2 separate regions of the Mus musculus genome follow, and region 2 is linked to region 1. The links are chromatin contacts, called in public promoter capture Hi-C maps. All regions are on one chromosome and are shown on one strand. The core of a region is the stretch at or near the end of the contact, and the rest is flanking DNA. Distances in the headings are between cores, read along the strand shown.

What was found. Promoter capture Hi-C pulls out the DNA fragments that hold promoters and counts their contacts.
Region 2: a promoter capture Hi-C map of stem cell-derived epiblast-like cells shows a contact between it and region 1, with 4 times the contacts expected there. The contact joins the promoter of Pcsk1n here to the enhancer-like site in region 1. A contact is called at or near these places in 12 of 39 promoter capture datasets (the 3T3-L1 cell line, 3T3-L1-derived adipocytes, the C10 cell line and 9 more), 2 of 15 datasets of contacts at CTCF or cohesin (CD8 T cells and pro-B cells), 6 of 484 Hi-C or Micro-C datasets (the CH12 cell line, the G1E-ER4 cell line, embryonic stem cells and 1 more), 4 of 115 datasets of contacts at active chromatin or transcription factors (the HPC-7 cell line and embryonic stem cells) and 4 of 9 other capture datasets (adipose tissue, embryonic stem cells, liver and 1 more).

Annotation. Positions count from the first base shown.
Region 1 is chrX:7,867,403-7,869,932 of GRCm38.p6, reverse strand. Otud5 (OTU domain containing 5) reads right to left here. Exons shown (of 9, transcript NM_138604.3): 3 at 2,354-2,418; 4 at 2,110-2,266; 5 at 1,862-2,010. Among named protein-coding and RNA genes, the nearest start is that of Pim2, 9.6 kb to the left of the region's middle. Within about 2 kb of position 1,267, at least 6 of the 459 cell types and tissues checked have an H3K27ac peak or open chromatin away from gene starts, as enhancers often do. A contact at or near this core is called in stem cell-derived epiblast-like cells, where this site is marked.
Region 2 is chrX:7,918,551-7,921,080 of GRCm38.p6, reverse strand. Pcsk1n (proprotein convertase subtilisin/kexin type 1 inhibitor) reads right to left here and starts at 1,259. Exons shown (of 3, transcript NM_013892.3): 1 at 1,037-1,259. The coding sequence starts at 1,150.

The DNA of each region.
Region 1 (2,530 bases), core at 18-2,517:
ATACCCGTATATGTAAATAGCAGTCATGTAAATGACTGCTGGGTGATGGGGAAAGTTTTCTAAACTTTAAAGTGAAAATTTACTCAGGAAAAGGGAAATTTACTCAAGAAAAAGGCTAGAAGGAGGCAAATGGTCAAGGGATTTTAACTAGATATAGCAGCACTAACCCTAAGCTCACATTAACATCAATTCAGGAAGACAGACATAATTCCCTTTCCTTAAGTATGACTTCCTTCCTAACACTACAGCAGTCAAAAGGTGGGAAAATTCCTATGACTTCTGCCAGACAACATCAACAGTCATGATCATATTCCTAACACATATTCTTGATATCTGTGCTCTTCTGCCCGAACCCAATATCAAAGTTAAAATCATTAGAAAAATGCTGGAAAAAAAAATAATTTCCCTGCAATACTTTTGAATGGTTCTCCTTAAAATTTTTGAGATCATCAAAACAAGTGGGAGGAATGAGGCAGTAACGTCAGGCTAGTAGGCATGTATTAATACTGGTTCACACATGGTAACAGATTACCCAAGTCTCTGTTCCTTGGGAAGAGACTAGATGGAAACTGTACACTGAGAACACTGTTCTCAAGGAGGAAGGGGGCTTTGCACCAAGCTTGATGAACAGAGAGACCTCCACAAACCCCTCCCCAAAACAAATGTAAAATAGTTTTGAACAATGAAGTCTATTAATTAGAGAAACATTTAAACATTCAGACGTTTAAAGGAAAAGGAAATAAAGTAAAAGTTACAGATGAATCTTAAATGATATTAATTAAGTAGAAAAAATTCATTCTGGAATAGCTACATACACGCAGCGAAATTCCCATTAGATGACATTCTAAACCGGTGGAGTGGGTCACCAGATCAAAACAAAAGCAGTCAAATTCTTTAGAATTTGTTAAAGTCACAAGAAGTCAAAGGGAACAATTAAATGTGAGACAGAATCCTGGAAAAGGCTCACCAAGTAGAAACTGAGGAAATTGTTCTTAATGAATCCATACTGATTTGTTAATGACAACAAATGTACTATGTTCATGTTAATCATAGTGGGGCATATGGAAATGCTAATATTCTCCCAATCATTTTGCAAATCTGTAACTTTTCTAAAATTTAGTTAAAAAATAACCCCACCCCCCCACCAAGGTTGGAGGGTATGTTGATGTTGTTTAAGATTAGGCAGGACCACCTTCGGTTTGTAGGAAGTGAAACCTGAATAGAAGACTTCAAAACCCCCAGGAGGGGGTGAAGGGAAGATAGAGACCAGGGAGGAGAGGGGGTGGGGAGGAGAGGAAGTGGGGTGAGGAGAAGGGGAAAGAGCCTAGGAGGAAGGCAAGAGGGAGGATCAGAGGACATGATGAAAGGGGGAGGATGGAGCAGGGAAGATGAGGAGAGAGACTGTGAGACGGAAATGATTATCTGCCAGTGGATGCTGGGCAAATCAACTCCCATCTTCTGACACCAATTAGGTCTTGGGCCTGTGGGAAGGACTTTCAGTATAGGCCCAAACAATACAATCTGTCCACAGGGCCCATTCCAGTAAGCTGCTACATTCCAAGTCTGTGACTCCAACTGTAAGTGCTCTGAAGTTGGAGAAGATCTACCTGTGTGGAAGCTTGGATACCTAGTCCAAGGTCTGCCTTACTGCTTCAAATTGAGCTCTACATCCTAAAAGGCTCAACCAGAATAACATTAGTGAGCCACTTCATGGACAGGCAAATCAAAAGCTACAGAATGAGTTCTGATCAATGGTGACTCACTAATTTTATAGACAGGTGAAACTTAGGGGGAGACAGTTTTATGGTCTAAGGGCAGAGTCAATGATCCATATCTACCTGGGGCACAGGGACCCACTTACCCCTGGCTTAAATGACGGTAGGCCCAGCCCCACACCAATAGTGGCCTTGTTAGGATTCACCACTGAATTATAGTGGATATTCCGGTGGTAGCTGACACGGATGGGTTCATCTTCATTTTGATGGATCCCATGGAATGTGTTGATAGGTTCTGCAGAGAAAGAGAAGGAGGGAGCATCCACAGGGGGGCCCGGTATGGTTGGCTCTGATGAGGAACCATTAGTCCCTCACCTACCCACTACAGAAGTACCTGTGCTATATTGATACACCTCCACAGGACGGTTGTACATCTCTGCCATAGCCTGCATTTCAATGTGGTTGCCATGGCAGTTGTTTTTCCGCTTCCGGTTGATATAGGTGGTGAAGTCTTCTGTGACATAGTTGGAGAAGTAATCAGCGTTCTTCATCTGTGGAATAGATTGGAAAATTAAGGTTTGTGTGCAACGGGGGTCCCCCTACCCTCCTGCTGCCCCAAGGCCTCCCTTGGATCTCACCAGATAGTCCATGCAATGCTTTCGAACAACCTCATGCATGTCCTGGTCTCCATACACCTGGTCAGCTGGGGGTGTGAGGACAAAACAAAGGAGAGGATGGGGTCAGAGCTGTCACCACCAGAGCTCTGAGTCACAGAGTCATACAACAATCATTAGGGAGAAGACAGACTGAAGGAC
Region 2 (2,530 bases), core at 10-2,509, 51 kb before region 1:
GGTGGAAAATAGAAGGTAATGCCTATGGGGGGCGCGAGGCTATCAAATGGTTTTAAAAATTCTCCTCTGATCTCTCAACAGCTTTGAAGAGGTAGAGGAGCAAGCTGCTCCACGTGCCCTTGATCAGCACCCACCACTCTCAGCGCCGGGGAAATCACCCACCAGCAATCCCTACACACACACACACACACACACACAGCCCTTAAAATGTCACACATTTTAACCCAACACTGCCATATCCACTGCGAGAAGTGGTCTTTTTTTCGTGCCTGTGTGTACATTCCTGTTGGCGAAATGATCTTCAGTTACTCTACCTGAGCCAACCAAGGACATGCATCGTCTTTAAAAACACAATGCAGAGACATCATGGCTTCTTTCCCTGCAATGACACAGCTCCACAAAGAAGAAGAAGAAAAAAAAGGAAACTGTCTCGTGGATGCACGTAGAAGAACCCAAGTACTCAGTTTACCCAAGCCACCATGAAATATGTACCCCAAGGTACAAGGACCACTCCTTCTAAAATAAAAACAAATGAACACAGAAACACACAAGTACACAGAAAGATACGCCCATATACTACGTCACCACCCATAAGAATTCACAAATATACACACTGTACCACTAAGAAAGCAACCAGGCCCGCAAAAAGTCAACCAGAAGCATCCCTAGTATTGTAGGGCATTCAGGGGCAGTCAAACCAAAGGTCACACTGAAAAGAAACAATGCCTATACACTTCGGTCATCACATCACAGGCTTAGATATCTTTTCTGAATACACCCTAGTGCCACGGACAGCTCCACGGGCCACCCGTGGATCGAGATTAAACCAGGCCCCAGATGCTGAGGGATGGGCAGGGCGCCCTGAACAACATCATCCTCACATCCTGAAACTGCCCCTGGCCTGCGCGGGGCTGTCAGCTGCAGGCCAGGTCACCCTAGCCAAGCCCTATGCGCATACCTGTGAAAATACCTCATTAACACTTTCCCCCATCTTCCTCCCCACCCCACCCCCACCCCCTGCTGACTGAGGTCGCACCTTCACGGGCCTCGCTGACAGGGTGGGGGGCAGCCTCAGAAGGCCCAAGAGCAGCAGCACCAAAATGCCGACGCCCCCGGCCCGCGGCCCGCAGAGCAGCGGCGACCCCGCCATGCTGCCCCAACGAGCCGGGCTCCGGACGGGCGGACTGGCTGTCAAGTGCGCAGCGATGGGTATTAGGCACAGCAGCAGCGCTCTGCGGCTGCGCACATCCAGGAGCCTGCCCCCTCCCCGCGTCCCCGTCCCCCCCACTCCCGCCCCACTGTCTCCTACTGTACGCAGGCGCAGAATTAGGGCTCTGGCCTTCTCTTCATCCTGCGCATCGCCATGGAGATGTCCAAGGGGCAAAGTGGAGAACAGAAGTCTGCACTGGCGGTTGCCATGGCAGTATAAGGGCAGTTGCTAGGGCAATAGACCTTGCTGTTGAATTACCAGACAGACAAGGGAAATTGACTCAGTGGGCTGAAATCAGGCTCTGGTCTCTGTCCTTGGGGAGACAACAGACTATACTCTTGTTTGATGGATAAACAATTACTGGCTGCATGCTGTGGACCACGATGTTCACAGAGAAATGAACCCAGATGACATGGCCACTGGCAGCTCAGTTCATATTGCTATGGATTAGCCTCATGCCAGAATAAAGCTATTACTAACAACTGCAACCTCAGAATGACACTTAAAGATCTACAGGCGTGATATTAAGTAGGAGCTTACTAAATGCTCCCTTCATTTCATTTCTCTCACTGTGCTCTCGTTTCCACAGGTATTCTGTGGCAATTGTGCACCCCTACTCACACACAACAAATATGTAAATGTTTTTTAAATGATACAACAAAAGGTTGAAAGAGCCAGGCCTAGTGGCACAGGCTTGCCATCCCCAACCACTTGGGAGGCTAAAGAAGAAGGTTCTCCACTTCAAGGCCTGTCTGGACTACATCTAGTTCAACAGTCTAGGGATGTAGTTCATCTGGTACAGTTTTTGCCTAGCATATACAAAGCCCTAGGTTTGATTCTGGGCACCCCATAAACTGGGTGTGGCAGTGCAGCCCTCATCTATGATGTAGCCTTCTTTTTTCCTTTGAACAGTTCTCTACATAGCCCCGTGGCTGTCCAAGAACTTACTATGTAATCTAGGCTAGCCTTGAATTGACAGAGATGTGCAGATCTGCCTCCTGAGGGCTGGGATTAAAGTCATAAAATGCTGTGCCCCACACAAAGCAGGCTCTAGACCAGCAAAAACACACAAATAGTTTAAGGCCAGCCTGTACAATGTAATGAGATCCTATCGCAAAATCAAAAGTGAAAAGGGGGATTTGAGTGGGTAGCTCCATCAAAGGGGTCTTGCCCAGCACGAATCCCCAGTGGGGCAAGAGGGAAGGGGGCTGGAGAGAGAAGCCCAAGCTCTGCGGTAAAGCATAAACACGAGTTCCATGCCACCACCATAGGAAGAGACAAAACGTCCCCAACCCAGGAATGGTTGGCACATTCCTGTAA